Regions from separate parts of the Mus musculus genome. Here region 2 is linked to region 1. Evidence: chromatin contacts called from public Hi-C data. All regions are on one chromosome and are shown on one strand. Each heading gives the region's core, a stretch centred on a gene start, on an enhancer-like site or on the middle of the called end of the contact. The rest is flanking DNA. Distances are from core to core; before and after follow the strand shown. Region 1 holds the start of Nrg4 (neuregulin 4). Region 2 overlaps Nrg4 (neuregulin 4).

What was found. A called contact is a pair of places that touch in the nucleus more often than the background predicts.
Region 2: a Hi-C map of liver shows a contact between it and region 1, with 2.9 times the contacts expected there. The contact joins the enhancer-like site here to the promoter of Nrg4 in region 1. A contact is called at or near these places in 1 of 39 promoter capture datasets (macrophages), 13 of 484 Hi-C or Micro-C datasets (brown adipocytes, cortical neurons, embryonic heart and 6 more), 5 of 115 datasets of contacts at active chromatin or transcription factors (the HPC-7 cell line, embryonic stem cells, kidney and 2 more) and 3 of 9 other capture datasets (adipose tissue, liver and pancreatic islet).

What each region holds. Positions count from the first base shown.
Region 1 is chr9:55,280,282-55,285,936 of GRCm38.p6, reverse strand. Nrg4 (neuregulin 4) reads left to right here and starts at 2,312. Exons shown (of 8, transcript NM_032002.2): 1 at 2,312-2,440; 2 at 3,321-3,386; 3 at 4,954-5,047. The coding sequence starts at 3,377.
Region 2 is chr9:55,234,614-55,240,268 of GRCm38.p6, reverse strand. Nrg4 (neuregulin 4) reads left to right here. Exons shown (of 8, transcript NM_032002.2): 5 at 3,750-3,829. Among named protein-coding and RNA genes, the nearest start is that of Fbxo22, 29 kb to the right of the region's middle. Within about 2 kb of position 3,513, at least 17 of the 459 cell types and tissues checked have an H3K27ac peak or open chromatin away from gene starts, as enhancers often do. A contact at or near this core is called in liver, where this site is marked.

The sequences.
Region 1 (5,655 bases), core at 1,063-3,562:
GTGTATGCTTGTATAGTGGAATACAGCCTAGGCTACACAGCAAGACTCTGGGTTAAATATTAAAATATCACACATAACAGGCATTGTTAAGTATCTTAGATAGAACCACATGAAATTATCCTTGTTCTAAGTAAAAATCTCCTTTATATGAGTTTTTGTGTCAGCTTTCTGTCCCAGTGGAAAAACCCTGAGAAAGTAAAGGGAAGGAGAAGAGGTTTATTTTGGACCACAGCTGTGGTCCATAGCTAGTTGGTTTCATTGCTTTGGGGCCTGTGCTAGACAGAACGTCACATCAAAGAGTATGAGCTAAGCTCTTCATCTTGTGGTATCTAGAAAACACAGGATGGGTCAGGGTCCTAGTATCCTAGTTTAAGGGCCCATCTCAAAAGACCCAACACCCTCCACTAGGTCACACCTCCTAAAAGCTCCACTACCTCCCAGAAGTGCCTTCAGATAGGAACCAAACTGTTCAACACGTGTGCTTTAGGTGTGAGCACACTTAAGATCCAAACCACAGAGATGAGTCAGTGAAAGAGTTTACTTAGTTACTTGTTCTGTTTTTCATCCAGTGTCCAACAGTAGGGGGCATTTGTTTAAAAGGTATCCACTGCTTAGTACACTTGTTCACAGTTAAATGGAGAAATTTTCTTAAGTACCAAGGCTTTCGTTCAGTGAAATGCTAGCTTGAAAATCTTTTCATTTTTTTTTTTAAATTTAGAATCACGTATATCTGGGTAGCACACATCTACAAACCCAACATTTGGAAAACTAAGGCAGAAGGACTATAAACTTCAGGCAAGCCTGGGCTACACATAAAGACTGTCTTTTCTTTTTTATTGGATATTTACTTTATTTACATTTTAAATGTTATCCCCTTTACCAGTTTCCTCCCAAACCCCTATTTCATCCCCCCTTCCTCTACTTCTATGAGGGTGCTTACCCACCCACTCACTCCTGCCTCCCCACCCTGGCATTCCCCTACACTGGGCACCTAGCTTTCACAGGACCAAGGGCCTCTCCTCCCAGTGATGCCCAACAAGGCCACCTCTGCTACCTCTGCAGCTGGAGCTATGGGTCCTTCAAGACTCTGTCTTAAATAATAAAATAAGGAATCACATAGCTCCCCCGGTTTTTAATTTCTCATGTATAAAAAACAGTACAAATCATCATAACATGTCTCTTAATAAATGCATCTTGAATGGCTTAAGTTCACATGATCCCCATGTGCAGTTTAGTGTTCATTTCTATATTAATTGGCAGCATAATAGTTTCCTAGTTCAAATAAAATAAATAAAGGTTATTTTTATCATCTTATTTTCAGTCTCAAATACTGTGTGCTAAAATAACTTATGTACATATGTATATATACACATATATTATGCATATATGTGCTAACTATATCTATAGAATTTCATTTGATGTGGGAGATAATATGAGCAATGAAAATAAATCTATAGTCAAAAGCATGTTTTACACACACACACACACACACACACACACACACATATATATATATGTATATATATATATACACACACACACACATATTTGTTTGAATTGTGATTTTTGGAAAATAAAACCATCTAAATGCTTAGTATACTTTTATCTAAAGGGGAAACCCATATTTCATTTAAACAGATTTACATGTTAACATTTTAAAACATGACTTTTAGAACTTAACTTTTCTTAGTGTATATGAGGCTGAGGGATCTTCTCAGAAGGGGAGAAGGAATGATTCTAAGAGCCAGAGGTAATGGGTGACTCCAAGGAGAGTCGTTTCCCAGACACGACAGAACTTACACAGGCGCGCTTAAGAGAGCTGTGTCACAGGTCTCCTGAGAACTTCTATCATCAGATCCACTAGCTGCATCGCTAGAGGTGCCACGATAAATGTGAGCTCCGTTTCAACTATTGCTTCGTTCAGTCTGATAAGTTCAAGTCATTATTTGTATATTTTACTTACTCTATAAGAGAAATTATTTTGTAAACTCTGTGGTGCATTAGTTTCACACCAATGCTGTTTTTCCACATACTTACCTAACACATATCAGTTACCAAGACATGCAGAGATAAGTAAGGGCTCTAAAGAACGTGGCTTATTTCATAACTTTGAAACTTGGACCGCGCTTTAGGGGTGCCACCTACCGCAGCTCCTTTTCTTAGTGAAATCCTACCCGTTTGCGGTTTGGAAATGTGTGGGCGTGACTCCCTTGGCTGCTCCTGACCTCTGTGTGGGCGTGGTTCCCCTGGCTGCTTGCGACCTCTGCTCACACCTTGGTCTGCCTTGACCTCGCCCACACTGAAGTGACATAAATCCGATTTTTGACACGTTGTAAAGTTCGAGTCACAGTTGCTGAAGTCCTCAGTGTTCAAACACTTGTGAAACGCTGCATGTCTAGCAAAATTTTCTTTTTTTATGGGAATATAAATTTCTGTTGAGGTAAGCCCTGTTTATTTGGGGAAAAAGGAGAAAAAAAAAATGAGCCAGTGATTATACATTTACTGTGCGCGCTCTCCCTCTCCCCTCTCTCCCCTCTCTCCCCTCTCTCCCCTCTCTCCCCTCTCCTCACCTCTTTCTCCTCTCTCTGCTTGTCTGTAAAAGAGATTGCCTTTAGAAGACTTTAATTTTGAATGTTCTTATATGAAGTGGTAGATTGAACTTTCATTATAGTATTTGTACTATGACAAGAGCTTGCAATCCCAATGTAAGGCTAAATCCTTCATCTGCTCTTAATGCCTTTGTTTGTTACAGTAGCAAACTTCTCTCATAAGTGTGTCTCATTTACTGCCTTGCCAAATCTCAGACACCATTTTAAGGAAGGGCGTTTGTCAATTGATTGGCAGGCAGACTATGTAGCTTCTGCCTACCAAACGTGGACACGCACTTGTGCAGGTTCTGAAGCTGTAACCGAAGTGCTTAAATCCTTTTTTGAGGTTTTTCTATAGAGTGGCCATTTTCAACAAGTTGAAAATTTGGGAGGTCATGGGTTCGTTGTGGAAATTAGGTTTCTGCGGGCTACGTGGTTTAAAAGCACAGATGTCGCTGGAGGTGGCTCAGTTGAGCGTGTGTCTGCACGTCTCCATGGTGTTCTCAACCAAGACGCTATGCCACCGTTCTCACCCAACACTACCCTTTTAATGTCGATCTTCTTTTTATCTGTTCATGTTTCAGCATTGTCTGTATGTCTAAGATGCTCGAATACTGCCATGTGTGTTTTATTTTCAACATTTTAGAGTTTTGCTAATGGAACATTTGGCGCATTATAATGTCCTCCAAACAGGATAACCTCCCTTAAAATATAAATTTTAAATTATTTTAGGTGCTGATTTTCAACCTTAATTCTTCCATCAAGAATGAAACTATTTAAAAATTAAGATGCCAACAGGTAATTTCTTGTAAGTTCATACTTCTTGTCTATGTGTGAGTTTATTTAGTAAGAAAATGACCAATGTATATTAATATAAAGCTATATTGTTTCCCATGCAAAGCCTTCCAAAAACATTAGTTTAGCTTTAAAAGACCTATATAACATAAATCTATTTTATTTTTTATTTTTGTTTTATTGGGTTTTTTCTTCTTACAAAGTGACAGATTCTAGCTTTCTATCTGATATCAACTTCTCAAATTCTAAGTGAATGAAATCAGAATAAAATTAGCATAAGAGGTAGTAATTCAGGTTAGGTGAGTAATGTTAGAAGTTGGTTTATTAAGACATGGCTTTGTATAAAAAAGAAAAGGGAATCTGAAAAAAAAAAACGTTTGAACCAGTTCATTTTTGTTTCTGTAACACTACATTCTTTGTAGTGTTTTTTCTTCTTCTTCGGTATTATATACCTTTTTTTTGATACATTCATAGTCGCAACCTGAAATTCTTGTTTCTAAAGTAAAAGGAAAATTTAAACTTTTCAAATTCAGACTGGAGATTTCTAGCTCCTTGCAATTATATGTTGATAGGTATCAATATTTTAGAAGTCAAAATACTAGCAAGTTTGTTTTTTTTTTTAACAGCATATTGTTTTTTAATGCCAAGTTGATGTCAAAAGGAAATACTGCCATTTTCTTCTTCACATGAGATGACTCTAGATCATGTTTTAGGTAGAAACAAACTAGCAACATGCAGTTTAAAGCTCTATGGTGTTCTCTTTAAGGAGAAAGTCTCAATTTTCCCATGTAAATAGTAGTTGATGAAGACTGGTAAAGGAAATGTCAAAGGTGAAAGAGAAAGTGAAGCTGGAAGAAAAGCAGGCAAAGAGGAAAGCAAGAGAGAAAACGTGACTTCTTTCCTCAGTAGTCTGTCCTTCCGGCCAGATCTAAGCAACAGGCTGAATTTTCAAGGCTTTTTTTTTTTTTTTTTTTTTTTTTTTTGGTGGGGTGAGGGGAGCTAGCACGGGAATCCCTCAAATCAACCCTCATGTGATTGTTCCTTTGTTTTTGGACATTGATATGTAAAAGTGTTTTTAGAAATCAGAATCTATTTCAATTATCTAAATCTTTCCCCACTACAATTCCAATTATATATATATATGTGTGTGTGTGTGTGTATATATATATATATATATATATGAATGAGTGAGTGAGACATAAACAGTAAAATAAAGATATAAATACAGCTTTGTCTAGGAAGTATCTAAATACTACAGAATCCACAGGCTGTGCAAGGGACAGGCATGTTTTGTAGTAAGACTGTTCTTTAACGGTGAAGATTTCTTATTTCTGTTACATAGCTTCTACACTTATTATTGTCAGCAGCCATATCCTTGGGCTAGAATGACTTTTAAGGGATAGATCCTGTTGCCAATGAAATAAGGAATAAAATTGTTTCACTTTGTGAAAAGAGAGTTCACTTTTGTAAAAAAACCAAATGCTGATTCGTTCATAGATGAGACGTTTGAACTCCAGGCGGCCTCAGAAAAGCGTTAACGGTGTCTATTTCGTGTGCATGTGTGTTGTAGATCACGAGCAGCCCTGTGGTCCCAGGCACAGGTCATTTTGCCTCAATGGGGGGATTTGTTATGTGATCCCTACTATCCCCAGCCCATTCTGTAGGTGAGTGCCGCGGCCTGGCCCGGGGGAGAGGGTGATTTCAGTTTCATCATTGGATTTGAAAAGAAGGTGGACCGTATAAGATGAAGGGGAGCGGGGATGTTCTGGTCTCTCGATGCAGGACAGTTAGCTTCTGGAAGAGAACAGAACAAGGCAGCAGAGAAAAGGCTCCATGTGGTGGTCATTTTCAAACCTGGTTTGGTAGTTACGAGCTTAGGCCGATTATGAAGAAGAACTCACTCGAGAGACCCTTCTGAATTTTAGAATTTTAGCAGTTCAGGGAAAATGATCTGGTCAACATTGTTAGAAAACATCATGAGAAATCGCTAGGATAGAAAGCTCAAACAAGACATTTTGCTTTAATTTAGAATGCTTAAATGCAAGCTATCCAAATAGTCTTTAACCTTCTCTTCCAATAGTTAGGAACTACTGTTGTAAGAGATTTAAAGGACATCATAGTTCATCCTCCAAATTCTAATTATTCAGTTCCAAGTTTAAGATTTTCCATTGTGACTTTTTCTTTAACCTATGGATATTATTTCTTGGTTTTAATCCCTTAATGTATAAATTAATTGCATCGTGGTCAGAATATTTGAACCATCGAGCTGTCT
Region 2 (5,655 bases), core at 2,264-4,763, 47 kb after region 1:
ATGATGTAACCTTAATAGTTTAATCACTTAAAAACAAACGCTTTCTTATTCATAGTATATGGTCCTTATGGGTTAGCACAGGGATTGGTTGTGTTAAACATAGTTGTGAGGACTCAAGCTACAAAACTGCCATCATAAGTGCTGTTGGTTGCCATGCAAGAGGGAAAAGAGCTCCAGGAAATGGTAAGGGGAGGGATGGAGGGAAGGCAGACACAAAAAGAGAGGAGAGAGAGAAGAAAACAAGGAACACGGGAGGAGAGATGAAAAATGAAAAAGTACCCCAAACTTAAGAAAAAAAAAGAGCCATAGAATATTAAGGAACGACCAAGAAGCACAGCAAACAGTGACTATGTCTAATTCATGTTTTTTTTCTGGAGTTTGGGAAGAAAAGACTTGGGACAGAGGCAGTGTTTGAAGAGGGTGTTAGCTGAGACATTCAGAATGTCAAGTCACCCACAGATTCAGCAGGTGTCAGGCAGGTTATGGAAGAACACGTGCATAGCACAGCCTTATAGAACTACAGAACAGTGATTTTAAGGAGAAAATCGCTAAGTAGACAAGACAGCAAGTCTTCCCACACCCAGTGGTGAAGTATGTTGAGCACTCAGGGGCCTGGGGCAGCAATGACGTCTGCAGTGTTCTCAGATGTGGTGACCCAGAAACCCCAAACCTCTGCAGTGGTGAAGAACACACCTTTTAAGAATGGAGGAGAAATGGAGATAATTGTGATTGTGTAGAACTTAGAGTTATTCCCCAATAATTCTTCTTCCTAAGGGCCCGAGTGGAACTGACCCTCCAGGACATATGTGAGATGCTAAAAGGAAGACTAAAGAAGTGGTGTGTAATTTCAACAATAAACACATTGTCCTGTATGTGTGTAATATGTGACATATATGCAGCAGTATGTGACATATGTGGCAGTTTGTGACATACATGTAGCAGTATGTGACATATATGTGGCAATATTGACATATGTGGCAGTATATGACATGCAGCAGTATGTGACATGTATGTGGCAGTATGTGACATATATTCAGCAGTATGTGGCATATATGTGGCAGTATATGGCATATGAGTGGCAGTATGTGACATATATATGTCACATGCTGCCATATATTCAGTAGTGTGTGGCATATATGTGACAGTATATGGCATATGTGTGGCAGTATGTGACATATATGTGGCAGTATATGCAGCCAAGAATGACTTTGCTATGTATCTTCCACACCTTCACCTCCCAGGTGTCATGATGGAGGTGTGTGCTGCCACACCTGGCTGAGCGTGGATTCTTAAAAAACTATCTGTAGTCACCCTTTTAATTATATGTCTTGTTTTGCATAAGTTTTCTTCCTAGTCATAAAAGTTAGACTTTGGAAACCTGAACATTTAGAAAATTGATATAATTTAATTTTAAGATAGCAATTGTCTTATAAAATAACATATCAAAATAGTTTTCAGATCAGACTGAAATGTGCTTGAAATCACATATTTTCTATGTATATGTGTCCATGTATGTGTGCGTGTACCTGCACATGTGTGTGCAGGCCAGAGGACAGTACCAGCTGTCATTATCCAAGCACTATCTACCTTGCTTGGCCTGGACTTACCAGGTGTTGTAGACTGTCTGGCCAGTGAGCCCCGGGGGTCTGCCTGTCTCTGCCTTCCCAGAGCTCAATCACCAGGATATACCACCACACACACTTAATGATGTGGGTTCTGGGGATCCGATCCAGGCTCTCCTCGTGCTTTCGAGGCAGGCACTTTACCAAGTGAGCTCTCTTCTTAGATCCTCTTTTGCATTTTTAATGACAACTTGAGCAGAGATGACAGGTGCCCTAACCTCACAGGCAGAATCAACCTGGCCGTTACTGATCATGAGAGCTAGACAAAGGCTGTGTGCTGTCGTCTACTAACTTTGTACAGTGTTTCTGAGCTAGGAAATATTCTTCTAAGAGTAAAACTAAGCCAGGCATGGAGTGTATGCCTGTGACCCCAGCACTTGGGAGAAGTAGACAGGAAGATTGCCAAGTTCTAGACCAGCCTGGGATACAACTCCAAAAAATTGAAAGTGAGGGGATGGACGGCTGGAAAGCTGGTTTAGTGAGTACGTACTTGCTCTACAAGCACGAGGTTGTGAGTTTGAATCCCCGGCACCCACATAAAAGCGGGGTGTCACTGCATGTGCTTGAACCCCCAGTGTTTGGGATGGGGGTGGAGAGAGGTGGGAACCAGCTCACCAATCAGCTAGCCCAGAGGAGAAGAAAATGTTTAGTCACGAAAACAAATCGTTCTCTATCGGTTCTGACCACTTGGTGGCTGAAAGTGCTGCGACCTGAGGCCTTGGGCTTTCTGTGACTTAGAAGAGGATGTTACCCGAATGACGAGGTTCAAAATGTCCCCTGAGCCCTGTGCTAAAACCCTGTCTAAGACTGGCATTTTAGGATTAAGGGCCGGTGTGCTTTTAGAAAATGCTGTTTTGCTATGGCGAGATGATGTTAATTTGTTTTCACTAACATAAATCAATACATTGGGGTTGAAATACTAAAAAAAAAAAAGCAATTTTTTACATTTCAATTTTCATTTTAATATTTAGAATAGTTTTTTTTAATTCACACGGTGACAGATTATAGCCTATATAAGGTTACAATCAGATGACCCAAAGCTGATGAAGCTTAGGTTCAAAATGATTTTTATTGCCATTGAAAGACCCCCAAACGGGGGTGGGGGGGCTCACTCAAGTCCCAGGATGACGCGATGCCCAAGAACTCACGAGAGACCGATCGATCTTTTTTTTTTTTTACAAGGTTTCTCTGTATAGCCCTGGCTGTCCTGGAACTCACTTTGTAGACCAGGATGGCCTCAAACTCAAAAATCCTCCTGCCTCTGCCTTCTCAGTGGTGGGATTAAAGGCATGCGCCACCACCGCCCAGCTGAGAGACCGAGAGAGAGAGAGAGAGAGAGAGAGAGAGAGAGAGAGAGAGAGAGAGAGAGAGAGAGAGAGAGACAGACAGACAGACAGAGACAAATCTTGATGCAAACTGCAAGAGGTTTATTCAGGAAAGGCCAGTGCACTGGGGGCGACTCATATCCCACACAGGGGTAGAGGAGTCGACCCCGAGCTCAAGGGGTAAGAGGTTTATAAAGGCAGAAACCACAAACACCTGGCATTGGGCTATAGCATTTGGGAAGTATAACGGGTTCAAGGAACGGTTGGAGTATTCTGTACAAACATTTCCTGAAACAATGGGGCAAGTTAAACTTCTACTTTGTGGTTAGTACATCCTGGAACAATGGGGCAAGTTAAACTTTTACTCCCTGCCATTAGTGAGGTCTATTTTGGACACAAGTCTAGAGGCTTAAATAATTTTGCACTCTCTCTCAGGATCTTTCACCATGAACTAGAGTTGTTCACTAAAGCTATCCCATATTTCATAAATGGGTCCACAGTGGTGGGAGTAACCTCTTTACAGAAACTCCCTAAGACTCAGCATCAATGCCATGCTTGCAGGCTCAGCTTAGCGGTATCCAGAGTCGCACCGCCACCTCTGCGGGCAGGTTGGCTAAAGTGTGTGTGTGTGGGAGGGGGGGGGGGCGGGGCTTGTTAAACATTAGGGCAGCTCTACGACATTAGGTAGCGCTGAAGAAAGAATGTACTTCCAAATATTCAAGATTAATTTCCTTTCTGATTCTTCTGACATGTTTTCAAGTTACCCATTTTTCATCTGTATTTCTCTTCTCTTTGATGCCAGGAAGGGCCACCTTCAGAGGGCCAGTTCAGTCCAGTGTGAGATCAGCCTGGTAGAGACAAACAATACCAGAACCCGTCACAGTGAGTAAAGTCCAAATGGGATGGTTAAGGGCACAGGTGAGATCCTTGCTGTTGTGTGTATGGACTATGTTCACAGCCATTCAAAGAAGGGTGGCCTAAGACTTGCCCCTGGATTTCGGGCTAGTTGTTACTTTTCACAAGAGAATACTTTTTTCTTTTCTGTGTTTGTTTGTTTGTTTGTTTGTTCCTTAAGACAAGATTTCTCTCTGTACCCTGGCTAAACTCACTCTGTAGGCCAGGCTGGACTTAGAGACCTGCTTGCCTCCACCTCCTGAGTACTGGGATTAAAGGCACGAGGTACCACTGCCCAGAGGATTAATTTTTTTTATTAGCAGTGTGACAGAAGTAATACTTTTTTCATAAAATAAATATGTGAAGTTATATGAATTTCAGCACTTGAAGTGATGCACTCAGCTGTAATGTGCTACAGCAGATCTGAGGAACAGTGTTCTAGAACCACTCTGATGTGGGCTGTGCTGGGAGCCAGGCAGGGAAATTACCTTAGGGAAAACTGTAGCAAGTCAGCGTTTTCAAGCTTCTTGAGGTTTCGAGCAAAATAAGACAGCACGCACTGGATTTCCTTTCTCTTACTTGAAAAGAATGAAAAATGAACAAACCACATGAAGCAACAGTTAACCTCTGTTCTCAGTGTGCAGTTGCATCTTTGCATGCACACACATGCATATATGTGCACACATACACGTGCGCACACACACACACACATATACACATGAGTACACATGTGTGCACATGTGTACACATGAGTACACAGGTGCACACACATGCACACATACATGTGTGTACATACATGCATACACACAAATGCACACATGGTCACACATGAATGTACACACACATGCACATGTACACATAAATGCACATACACTAAAATGAAATAAATCTTTTTTTTTTAAATGCTGGGCTTGATAGCAGGGTTCTATAATCCTACTCCGAGAACAGCCAGGGACAGGAAGATCTCTGGGGTTTGCTGGCCTCATAATCTTACTGAATCAGACCCAGGCTCAGTAGGAGACCCTATTTCAAAAACTACTAATGATCAAGGAGAGGGGAAAAATGACAGGAATTAGCAATATCAACAACAAGATTAAGTAGCATTTCTAGCAATATTACAGACAGGGCAATAGGAGAAGCTCTGGCATAATTTAGATTAAACAGACAAACCCTTTGAAGAAGAAAAACTACCAAAGAAAGGGCTAACTTGAGGGGCTGGGGCTGCAGCTCTCATGTGGTATGCCTGCCTAGCAGGCAAGATGCCCTGGTTCTGTCCTCAGCATTACATAAAACCAGACTCAGTTATGCATGCCTATAATACCAGCCCCTGAGAAGAATTACAGACAGGAAGATCAGAAGTGCAAGAATATCCTCAGCTACAATGAGACCAACCTGGGCTCTAATGAACCCTGTTTCAAAAAAATAAAATCTGGAGAGTGATATAAAAAGTTAAAAAAATTAATCATAATTCAAATAGTACTACATTCATTGATTGAATTTGTGTAGAAACTTTTCTTTAATGACAGTCCAGGCCCAAGTACTTGAACTTATACCAAATTTCTACTGAAGCAACAATCACTCTTGATAAACTCATTATGAAATACTGAAGAGAGTACAGAATATAAGACAAGATGGTAGTTTAGTGATGTTGCAAGGTTAATTTAAAGAGGTAAAATATGTTTCCATATGTTAGAAACTGCTAGATATAAAAGCTTTAAAAACAACACTTTTTTTGTAACAGCATCTCAGAGTATACAGGGATGGAGCTAACAAAAGTGGTAGAAGACCTGTGGTGACCTGAATGAAAATGACCC